Regions from separate parts of the Sus scrofa genome. Here all the other regions are linked to region 1. The links are chromatin contacts, called in public HiChIP or PLAC-seq and promoter capture Hi-C maps. All regions are on one chromosome and are shown on one strand. Each heading gives the region's core, a stretch centred on a gene start, on an enhancer-like site or on the middle of the called end of the contact. The rest is flanking DNA. Distances are from core to core; before and after follow the strand shown.

Region 1 (3,898 bases), core at 354-2,853:
GGTATTATATCCATTTTAGAAATGATACAATGGAGACCTCAAGCGACTTTTTAAACAGGTCACACTTAGTAACTGGCAAAGTGAAAATGAGAAGTCCATGTTTCCACTAGCTTCTAGCTGCCCTTAGCTCAGTGCAAGAGAAATTGGAGGCAATCAACGTATTTCTTGGAAAGAGTGAATGAATAAATGTACTTCAGCTCTGCTATTTATATGTGTCTGGGCAAGACAATTAATTTCTCTGAATCTGTTTCTTTATTCATTAAAGAAAGATAACAATGTTTCCTTCACAGAGTTGAGGTAAGAAACAAAAAAAGGGTAATAGAGAAAAACAATTAAAATATAAAATATTAAATAAAATGTTACATAGCATGATATATGTCACCAGTTAGGACATGTATAATTTGTGTGTGCATATGAAAACAGTATTGGTAACAGTTAATATTATAAGAATTTATACATAACTTTCAAACACCAGACTCTAAGAAAGGAGGTACTGGACAGAAAATTTGGAATTACAGGCAAGGAATTGATATATTGTGTCTAGAAGGGGGATATGGGTCCTAAGAGCAGGTTAAAGAAACTTTATATTTGTAATCCTTTGTAATTTCCTTTTGAATTTTGAACCATATATTACTGCATTACTCTTCAAAAAAACAGACCTTAAGCTTCGTAAAGTATAAAAATGTAACATTAACATAGAATAACCACAGTTATTTTTCTTTAGCCTTGCCTTTATTTCAATTTATTTAACTTATGAAAATGAAGCTACTTCTTTTTCAATATCATTATATGTTTTTAACAGCATTTGTGGCTCCTGGACAAGTTTAACTCTCCTGAATAAAACCTTTCTTCTTTTGCTCTTATTTGAAAGACTAATTTGCTGGGGGTTTATTAAATTGAGTGGAATGAGTTATTTCCTAAGAATAACATTGAATGAAGGTAGGACAGCTGTTTTATCCGTGAGCCCAGAGAGAAATGGGGTAAAAAGTGAATGTAGGTGACGAAAAGGAAGTGGTTAAGTCCAGCATTGCTATGGGCCACCATTAGATATTAGTGCTGCACCGCATTACTGCTCCTGTGCGCAACTAGCAGATAGAGTTAGGTTCCTGCATTTCCCCGATCTGCTGCCACCACCAGTCCAGGGTTGGATTAGGACTTTCGAAGGTCCCTAAACACCAAAAAGATGATGGGGTCCTTCTCTCTTTACACAATTAGGAATAGAAATTCACTTAGGAAATTAATTAAAACAAATTAGGGTGAATGCAAGAACTTCCTTCAGACTTTCTGAAATAAAAGTTCCGAATAAATTCATCAAAGCTAATTTTTTTTTTCTGCTTTCGCTCTTCTGCTAATATGCTAGCCTTAGTTCAGCGGCCCATTTCTTCATTCAGCTCTTGGAGGCTCTTAAACCCGAACCAGGCGGGGCTCGCAGGTGCCAATCCCAACCCACCAATAACCTCCTCCTTCGCTCCACCCACCTGGCCCTGAGTCCCCCCCCCCCGCCTCGGCCCAGAGCCCCGCCCACCTCACGCATCGTCGTGTCGTCAGCGCGCCTTCGCCGAAGCCGGACAGCAAATGAGCGCAGGTGGCTGCGGCCCTTCGGCGTACTCACGGATGCGCATGCGCGCTTGTTCCGGGCGTTCTGAAGACCTGGCGGAGCCCGGCGCGGATGGAGGCCTGAGGGCGGCGGGGGTGGAGCGCATCGCGAGCTGGGGGCATGTCCGCGGCGGGCGCCGTCTAGAGGAAGGCCGAGCAGCCGCCACCACGCTTTCAGTCGCGGCGAGACGCAAGCGAGCCAGGCCGAGGGCCGAGGCGGCGATGCAGCGACGGCGGCGCCCTCCGCCGCCTGCCTCTCAGCTGCCGGAGGGCTGTGGGGGAGGCGGCTGCGGCCGCGGGGGAGGCAACGGGAGCGAGGAGGTGGAGGTGCAGTTCTCCGCCGGGCGTTTGGGCTCCGCCGTGGCGGTTTCGGCGGCGGCGGCGGTCGCGCACAGTACCGAGGAAGAGGAGGAGAGGCTAGAGCGTGAGCACTTCTGGAAGATCATTAATGCCTTCCGCTACTACGGGTAAGGAGCCTGTGGCGGACCCCGGCTCAGCCCGTCGGGGCGCCAGCTGCTTGCTGCGGACCAGCCGGCAGCGTGGCGCCCGCTGCGCTCACCCGGTTGCCACCACGCCTCCGGGGCGTCGGAACCGCGCTGCCTGAGCTGACCTCTGGGCCCCGGAGTCTCCTCTCATCACCTTAGCCCCTCCGGGACCTGCACACCCGCGTGTCTGTCGCGTCGTCTGCCGCTCAGCCCCTTGTCTTCTGACCTCAGGATCAGATTAGCCCTCATGCCATCCATCTCTTGTTAAAGGTTTGGCATTGAGGCCGGTGGGGGTGACCAGAAAAGTGTTGTAAGGAATTTCAGATAGAAGGAGGTAAATCTTCCAGTGCTGGGCATGATTTGTATGTGTTGTCCATGTCCTCCAAACTGACCAAACGGAGAGCCCAAGTTCACCTACACGTGGGATGCCGTAGGACGTTTTTTTCCAAACTGTTGCCAGTTCTTATGAGAGCAGCATTAATACTTCGACCCCATCCCCCTTTGGCGGCATGAACGCAAGGCATTTTTGTGGTGAGCGAGTGAAGGAGGCCACTCAATGTCTTTAACTTGTGGGTGAAATTAAGGTCGGAGATAGGCCAGATGTTCTAAAATTTGCTCATTTTTAAGGAGGGAAATGAGAGAAAGCACTGTAGGAGCCACTTTTATTCTGCAAATATGTATCGAATTCTCATTGTGGGTTGGGCAACAGTGGTAGGACTTTTAAACTTACTTATTTCCACTTTTCTTCTAGATACATCTTAAAATAGCTTAGTCACAAAACTATAATTCCAAGATCTAAAAGGAGCTTTAAACAACTAGATTTTCAGGTAAATAAAACACTTTTTTTTTTTAATTCGTGTAGGAGATGAGCCCACTGATGACTGTTCTGAATCTGCAGTTGGAATCAGATAGATGTGATCTCCTACTCAAGTAAAACTGTTCCCTTAGATGGGCTCCTGCTGTGCTTTATGCAAATTTTTTATATTGCTTGACTGACCTCCCCAAGGGCAGGATTGAGCCTTATTTGTTTTTATGTCACTACAGCTTGGCATGTTGTTGGAGCTCTATTTTTAACAAATAAGACAGTAGCAAAGAAGTACACTTGTCATTCTGTTTGTCAATTTGTGACTAATGGCTAAGCTATTTTGTTACTATTTTGAATTTAAAAAATTGCTTAATAAAAGCTTAAAATTATTTAGATTTAGGAGTTCCCGTTGTGGCTCAGCAGTTAACGAATCCGACTAGGAACCATGAGGTTGTGGGTTCGATCCCTGGCCTTGCTCAGCGGGTTAACAATCTGGCTTGCTGTGAGCTGTGGTGTAGGTTGTAGACACAGCTCGGATCTGGCATTGCTGTGGCTCTGGCGTAGGCTGGTGGCTACAGTTCCGATTAGACCCCTAGTCTGGGAACTCCATGTGCCGCAGGAGCGGCCCTATGAAAGCCAAGAAGAAAAAAAAATTAAAATTATTTAAATTCGGATTACATATGTGACATGAATTTTTGAAATGGAAAGCTGATGAAGTAATTTACTAATTAAACCCAGGCATAAGAACCATGGACTGCATTACTTATGCAGCTCAAAAGCCTATTTGTAGTATGGGGATTTTATTTAGTATTAACAGATGGAGGAAGACAGATAACCAGAGAATTTGTTACAGGTACTGTGCCTGGAAGAATCAGATAGAGGGAATGGCAGAAATTGACATTAGATAGCTAAGAGTGGTAGGTTCAGAAAAGTCTGGTACATTTACTGTTGAAAAATCTAGAAAGAATATTGGGAGATATCTTAGAACTATAATGGAGTCAATTAGTTGAAA
Region 2 (3,898 bases), core at 955-3,454, 47 kb after region 1:
AAAAAACAAACAAACAAACAAAAAAACATACAAACTCAATGTCGAAATAATAAACAACCCAATTTAAAAATGAGCTGAGGATTTCCCACTGTGTCACAATGGGTTCAGTGGCATCTCTGCAGTGTCAGGATACAGGTTTGATCACTGCTTGGCACAGTGAGTTAAAGAATCCTGAGTTGCTGCAGCTGCAGCACAGGTCACAACTTCACCTTGGATCTGATCCCTAGCCTGGGGACTCCACATGCCACAGAGTGCTTGAAATAATGAGCTAAGGATCTGAATATGTATTTTCCCAAAGAAGACATACAGACAGCCAACAGGAACATGAAAAGATGCTCAACATCACTAAACACCAGGGAAATACAAATCACAACCAAAATAAGATATCCCTTCACATCTGTCAGAATGGCCACTGTCAAACAAACAAACAAAAAAAACAATAACAAAGCGTTGGGAAAGATGTGGAGAAAAGGGAACCCTCATACATTGTCAGAAGGAATGTAACTTAGTGAGGCCGACATGGAAAACAGTAAGGAGGTTCCTCAAAAAGTTAAAAACAGAACTACCATATGATCCAGCAATTACACTCCTGGGTACGTATACCTAAAAAAAATGAAAACACTTTGAAAAGATAAATGCACATCTAGCCCTAAGCTTCCAGGCTTGAAAATGATCCATATATGAAATATTACTCAGCTATGAAAAATAATGAAATCTTGCCATTTGCAACAATATAGATGGACCTATAGGATATTATGCTAAGTGAAATGAGTCAGAGAAAGATACTGTATGATTTTTTACCCTTGGAACCTAAAAAAACAAATGCGCATATATAACAAGAGAACCAGTCATAGAAACCACAACAAACAGGTGGTTACCAGAGGAGAGACAGGGGAATGAAAGGAAAACAGGAATTCCCATCATGGAGCATCACAAATGAATCTGAGCAGGAACCTTGAGGTTGCAGGTTAGATCCCTGGGTTAAGGATCTGGCATTGCCATGAGCTGTGGTGTAGGCCGCAGATGTGGCTCAGATCTGGTGTTGCTGTGGCTCTGGCGTATACAGGGAGCAACAGCTCTGATTAGACCCCTAGCTTGGGAACTTCCATATGCCACGGGTGAGGCCCTAAAAAGACAAAAAAAAAAAAAAAAAAAGGAATGAGAGGAAAAGGAAAGATCAAACGGAAAAGCTAATGTTTACTACCCTACTTACTATATAGTGGTACTTACTTATAAACAAGTGGTTAGCTTATCCTCTCAGAACAGCCTTGAGGTGCAGGGGCGTGGGGTAATTAATATACAGGTAATTCCAACCGGATGGAACACAGTTATCTTTCTTGCAAACTTTTTCTCTAGAAGAACATAGCAGTTTCTCTCTTCAAAGCACTTATAATTTTCCTCCTTACATTTCTTTACTTGTTTACTGTCTTTATCAACTATTAAAATATAAGGCGTAGTAAATACATTGTTGTTATCCTCTCCTCACTTTTCTTCTTGATAACACACAATTTTAAGAGAGTTCTTGGAATCTCACTTATGACCACCATGCAGAGTAAGCAGGGACTCTGTGAGATTCCTACATAATTTAAGAGTCAATTTCGGGTTTTAGTTGGAAAAGAGCTGTGCCCCAGGCTTAGCTCTTAGATGAGCTGCACATCTTTGTAACATCACCAATGAATTTTTAATCAAAAGATCGAGGAATGTAGTGCTTATTCACATTCCACAGCACCCACCGAAAAACACACTCTCGTTGGTTTTTTGTTTTGATTTTGCTCATTGGCTTTAGCCACTTCCCTCAGCCTTGAGTGTACAAACAGTATGTCTCTAATAATCACTTAACGTAGCGCCAGAGCTTCTTAACACTAATTTATTGTGTGTTTTAAGTGTGTTTATTAATTCTGCTTTAACTTCCTGGTGACTTCCCGGTGGCCAGTAACTAGAGGAAAGTAACAGTAATATAAACACTTCAAGCTTGGGATTTGCACACGCACCTCCCAGCCCCTGAGAAAACGTCACACCCTCCCAGGGCGATTAGATTGGGCCTTTAATAAACCCGCCGCAGCCTTCCCGTCTCGCCCCGGGGCGCGCACTTCCGGCCGCGGGGGCGCTCGGGAGCTCGCCCCGCTAGCTTCCACCAACCAGCGGCTCCGCCCGCCGGCGCGACTGCGCGCGCGCACATTTGTGCGCAGGTTCGAATCTTCGCCGCTTCGCAGTTGCTCACCAACGTCCGGCAGCACCTCGGCTGCAGTAAGGGCGGTGCACGAGGGCCGGGCTGGACCGGCCGCGCCCACCCCCTCCGCCCACTGCATCTTCCAGCAGCCGTCTCGCGGAGACTTTGTCCTCGCCCTTCCTCTCGCGCCCCGCCCTCGCCCCCGCAGCTATCGGTGCTCGGCCTCCCGCGCCGGGCGGGCTCCGCCCGAGCCTTCGGGACCCATGGCCAAGCGGCGTGCGGCCGAGCCGCTGACGTTCCACGTGCCTTGGAAGCGGCTCCTGCTGTGCGATTTCCCTGAGGAGCCGCCGCCGCCTCCACCGCCGCCGCTCTGGATCCCGCCGCCGGGGGCCTCGCATCCCAGGCAGCCCTTCCGCGTCCCAGAGCTTCCACGAAAGCGTAAAATAGACGCGGGGGCTATGACGGAACCTTCGGTTTCGCCCAGTAAGCGCCGCGACGGCGGGGACACCGGCGCCCCGGGGCGTGAGGGCCGCGGCCTGGAGACCGGCGAGCCGCCGCTCCTGCAGCCGCTTGTACGGCCCCGCGGGCCGGGGGAGGAGCCCCAGAGCGTCCGGCCCCCGAGCGGCAGTGGCGACGACGGGGCGGGGCGCGCAGAGCCCCAGCGGGGAGAATGGGGGGCAGCACCGCGCCAGGTAGGGGCTGGCGGTGGGCTGGGCGCTCGGGGGGCGGGGGCGTGTGAGGGCTGAAGGGGTCACGCTTTTCCGGGCACTTCGCGTCCCGGGAAGGAATCGATCGGGTCTAGATTTGCCTCCGTCACGACACTCCGAAAGCTGGAAAACAGGGTCCCCGCCGTAGGAACGAACACCCCCCCCCCGCCCCCCGCCAAATACACCAAGTGCCCCAGAGAGTTTTAAGATACTTTAGGGGGAAAAGTGGCCTTGCACCTGTGCTGTGTGAGAGGGAATCTGGTCTTGACAGACTGTTTAGCGCCTGGTGAAGACGTTGACTGTGAACCTAAATAAGTTCAGCTCAACAACAAATGTCGGAGAAAGGTGTATCGCACCTTCTTTCGTTTAACGATGATTTTTTTCCCCCGGAATTCGTGGTAATTTTCTTTCTAAAGAGGGTGACCGTTGTGGTAGCCATCACTTGGACATCCTTTAGGCATGGTACAACTCTTGGTAGAGAAAAAGGGCTTCCGAATGTTGGGAAAAGGTGTTTTAACTCAGTGTTAAATATGATCCTGTGAAAGAGGATCGTTGTTGAAAATTAATTTAGTTCTTAAGGTAAATCCTGTGTATGAGGATCTTTGGAGAGTTTCAGTTCCCTGGGAATGAGCCTGCCCCATCTCTGCACATAAGCTCTGTCTAGATCTGTGCTATTCACTGTGGCAGCCGCTAGCTGGCTGTGCGACGCAACTGAACGCCTGAAATGTGACTAGTCCAAACTGAGACGTGCTCAAAGTGTAAAATACTAGATACTAGATTTTGAAGGTCTCAAAAATGTTTACATTGATGATATTGAAATAATTTCGAGGTCTTGGATTGAATAAAATAGATTTCATTTCACCTGTTTCTTTTACTTAATATGACTTTTAGAAAATTTTAAATTATGTTTGTGGCTGGCATTATGTATTTTGGGGGCAATTTGGTCTAGTCTTAGGAGTTCAAGGTGAGTTTTGGCAGTTCTGGGTTTGATCAGCTTTCAGGATGGAAGAACCAAATTCAG
Region 3 (3,898 bases), core at 858-3,357, 50 kb before region 1:
CAATAAAGGTACTCACCTCACAGGATTATTGTGAAAGGTAAATGAGTGAACACATGCAAAGTGATTAGGTCAGTGCCTGGCATACAGTAAATGTGGGTCAGTACCAAAATAGGACAGTTCTGTTTTCAATTGAGCCAGGCCACACAAAGTGTCAAGTCAGACTGAAAGTAGGATTTCTCACTGTAAATTAGTAAACTAACAGATCAGTTTCTAGGGTGACCTTATTTGAGTTTGGATCTCATTTATAAACCAGTGAGGACCCTGAATAGCAGTCATTTTCAATCATTTGCTTTCTGATTTGCTGAAGAGAAGAAAGCAGTAGGGTCAGATAACAAAAATGGTTCCTGAAAGTGTATTTACAACTGGTCACAATGTGATCCCTAAAGCACACCAGTGCAAACACACAAACACACCACGTCAATGTCCCTTCAGGAGCAGCAGGGACATAGCTTAAGGTCTAGAGATGAAAAACCTCCTGAACGGCTCCTCAGGACCTTCTTTAAAATAAAGTATTTTGTTTAGCTATTAAAGAATAACTCTACTTTGTTGAATACTGCATGTCCTGATTTACATATGAGTTTAGGGCACTGCCAGCTCCTATATAGGCACCTCCTCTCATACGCAAACTCCATGAAATTCCACAGCTAAAGAAGCACAGAGCCCAATTCCAGCCATGTCCCTACCTTTGCTCACAGCAGAACCAAAGTCCCCAAAATTTCCTTCACACCCAGCCCACCAACATTTAAGTCCTCAATGAACGACCATGCCATACATGTACCTAATTTTCAAATAAAATGACTGGAAACTACCACATGTGAGGGCAAACAAGGGAAGATGGAGTGCTTGACTAAAATTTAGGAAGATCAAGAAAATATTATCTTCCTAAACAAGGTTACTTTGAAATTGACCTAGATGGCTAAATTTCAGCCTGCGTTATACTGATGTTACATGAGAATGGAAGAAAAAAACTGAGAATTTATCTTCCATTTCCTATGTTTTCTGTACCTACCTACCGGATGAATGCATGAATGAGTCTGTTACAGTACTGAACTGAAATAATTAATTCCCTCTTAAATTCTCCTTTCTCCATATCCCAGGAAATATTCTAAGGATAAAATAAAAATGAACAAGGACTACAAGCGCTCTTTAGCGCTGCTTTGAGGAACTTAGTAATCTCATCCTCTCCAATTTAGCCAAATTCATTAGGGGAGTGGAGGCAAAGGACTTGTATTGCCTGATAAAATGACACTTCCGAATAGCAATTGCTGAGATTATCCTGCCACAGCCTAGATTCTTCTAGTCCGGAGTTCAAGTACACTTTTGTAAAAGCTTTCCTCAAGATCTCGAGGTCAATTTTCGAACGCAGCTCCTCTCAAAAGTCCCAAAGAAGACCCGCTCACGCACCCCACCCTACAAGCAGCGCACTTCCCGTTCCCTTTGGCCGGTCAAGAACTCAAACTTGACAGTGACACACACTGAAAAAAAAAAAAAAAAAAAAGAGGAAGTGGCTAAAAACCCATTTCAAGACATTTATTTTTTTTCCTAAGGGAGATCAATGGCCCTGTCTTCCAGGAAAGCTTCAATGGGACGTAGCCTTCGCATCGCCTGGAAAGTTGCCGCTAATGACAATGTTGCAAAGCCAAGCGTGACTCCTCTTCAAAAATAAAATTTTTTAAATTCCTCGAAAATCTTCTTGCTATCCAAACTGATCGCCCCGCTACAGCGAACGCAGCAGCAACGCTAACAACTCCTATCCCGGTGGGTCCCTTTTCGAAAGCGAGGCTGGGGCCGGGTACGTGTCTGGTTTGCCCTGCCAAGTGGCAAAGGGAGCGCAGAGCACCGCGGCGGCCAGGGGACCCGCGAGCACCTCCCTTACCTGGTTTGACCGGTTTGGGTGGCGGCTTCGACATCTCTTCCTGGAGCGGCTGATCCTGTAGACCACGCACGAAAAGCCAAACGAACGCCCCTCCACTCGGCACTCCGGGCGCCCCAAAGTTTCTTTTTGTCTGGCTTGCATCGGGGCGCCTTCAAGGACCTGCGTCCACCCTTGGCAGCCAGACAAGCAGAAGCTGGCAGAGCCGCTCCGCGCAGTACCCCGCCCCGCCCCGCGGCCGACAGACCCGTCCGGAGCGCGCGGCCGGACAGATGAGGAAGTGGCCGCCGCTTCGCCGAGCGCTAATTGGCTCCCCTGCTGCCAGCTTCCCCGAGGCAGGAGCGCGGGAGGCGCGCACGACAGCGCGCGCGGCGGCAGAATCAGCCGGAGCCGAACGGGGGCGTCGTAGGCTCGCGCCAGGGCCAGCCAGGGGCGCGCGGCAAGGAGGGGAAAGGGCTGGACTGTGTAGGAGCGCGAGCGCGCGCACGCGGCCACGCTCTCCGGAGTCCCGCCCCGCCCAACGCCGGCTGGAGCCGGGCGCCGCGTCCGCTCCGGGTGGGACGGAAACCTGGGGTTTGTCACCTCTACCCTGGGCCACCTCTGACCCGGGAGGGGCGCGGGGGAAGGACTTGTGGGCGTCTCGGTTAACGAGCTTCGGGGGTTGCGGAGGGTTAGTGAGAGGCGTGCGGTTGGCAATTGCTTGTGCCGCTCTGCTTGGGAGCACTCGAACTGGCGCTGGGTGAGTACCTGATAGACCCCGCCGCGCAGCGCCGACTCTCTGGGGCCAGGAGGTATTTCCACAGTGTTCCAGCGCTGGAGCCCGAGCCTGGTTGTGTCTTGAAAGCCTTGTTGAGGCTCCTACCACCATAAAGGGACTGATCCGTGGCCTGCCCAGGAGGACGTGTACTCGTGATGGTGTGGTGCTCTCACGCCCCCTAATAATCCTTAAAATGGGAGTCTGCCTTCTAGAGACCGTTCAGGTTGTTGGGAGAAGTCACTGGGGCAGAGTCAGGTCATGATCCCTAGGGCAGGAGAAAATTTTTATTTCTGTAGCATTGGATTCGGCTAATTGCGGCCCCCTTGCCGCCTGTTATTGTACCACCTGAGAATGGTTTTCACATTTTTTTAATGGCTTAAAAGAAATCAGAAGCAGCAGATTTTTTGGCACGTGAGAATTATATGAAATTCAGATTTCAGTGTCCATAAATTTTATTAGAACACAGCCACGCTCATTTGCTTATGTATTGTCTCCCGCCACTTTTGCTGCCTAACAGCAGAACTGAGCAGCTGCCTGCAAAGCCGAGAACATTCACCATAACAGTACTTGGCAGAGCAAGTTTGCCCACCTCAGATTACCAGATTGAATCTCCACTGGGAGGCTGGGGCATAGGAGAAACACTGTGTGTGTTAAACTCAAAACAGCACAGGCTATATCATAAACTAGTTGTTTGTTTGGAGGAAGAAAAATGGGAAATATTTTACATGAGACTCTATGTAAAATGAACCTTCAAAGTTTCCCCTGGGGTTAATGAAAGAATGATTCCAAGAGAAAAGGGCATGGGTCGTGTATTCAGAAACACCAGCCTTGGGAGATTGCTGTTTACTGAAAGGGAGCAAAGTTTAAAAAATAGGAGTTCCCACTGTGGCCCAGTGGGGTGGACAGTGTCTCTGCAGCAGCAGGAATGTTTGATCTTCTGCCCAGCACATTGGGTAAGGATCCAGCCTTGCTGTAGCTGTGGCATAGGTAGCAACTCCAGCTTGGATTCATCCCTGGCCTGGGGCGACCAAAAAAATTTTTTTAATTAAATTTAAATTTTTTTAAAATTAAAAACAGTAGAAGACTTCCTTGTCACATAGAAGGTTATCAAAATATGTAATAAAATAAATGGATGGGAAGTCTTGAAACATTACACTTTTAGAAAAACCAGGCTGCTCTTTATACATCCTGAAAAGCCCCCTGTTTCCTTAGCTAGCTGTCATCCATTTATACTAGGGAGTTGCTGTCTTTCTTATAATCTGTTGATT

The links. Promoter capture Hi-C pulls out the DNA fragments that hold promoters and counts their contacts. HiChIP or PLAC-seq counts read pairs in DNA pulled down with a chosen protein or histone mark.
Region 2: a contact with region 1 is called in a promoter capture Hi-C map of fetal liver, with 2.7 times the contacts expected there. The contact joins the promoter of C1H9orf40 here to the promoter of CARNMT1 in region 1. A contact is called at or near these places in 2 of 5 promoter capture datasets (fetal liver and liver), 10 of 47 Hi-C or Micro-C datasets (alveolar macrophages, fibroblasts, heart right ventricle and 4 more) and 2 of 2 datasets of contacts at active chromatin or transcription factors (alveolar macrophages and skeletal muscle).
Region 3: an H3K27ac HiChIP or PLAC-seq map of skeletal muscle shows a contact between it and region 1. The contact joins the promoter of OSTF1 here to the promoter of CARNMT1 in region 1. A contact is called at or near these places in 9 of 47 Hi-C or Micro-C datasets (alveolar macrophages, blood, embryonic fibroblasts and 4 more) and 2 of 2 datasets of contacts at active chromatin or transcription factors (alveolar macrophages and skeletal muscle).

What each region holds. Positions count from the first base shown.
Region 1 is chr1:228,089,963-228,093,860 of Sscrofa11.1, reverse strand. It overlaps CARNMT1 (carnosine N-methyltransferase), which reads left to right and starts at 1,603. Exons shown (of 8, transcript XM_003121964.5): 1 at 1,603-2,063. The coding sequence starts at 1,615. It overlaps LOC106507622 (a long non-coding RNA gene), which reads right to left and starts at 1,605. Exons shown (of 4, transcript XR_002336413.1): 1 at 1,526-1,605.
Region 2 is chr1:228,043,531-228,047,428 of Sscrofa11.1, reverse strand. It overlaps C1H9orf40, which reads left to right and starts at 2,204. Exons shown (of 2, transcript XM_003121960.4): 1 at 2,204-2,862. The coding sequence starts at 2,434.
Region 3 is chr1:228,140,368-228,144,265 of Sscrofa11.1, reverse strand. OSTF1 (osteoclast stimulating factor 1) reads right to left here and starts at 2,107. Exons shown (of 10, transcript NM_214005.1): 1 at 1,877-2,107. The coding sequence starts at 1,910. It overlaps NMRK1 (nicotinamide riboside kinase 1), which reads left to right and starts at 2,376. Exons shown (of 9, transcript XM_003121961.4): 1 at 2,376-2,612.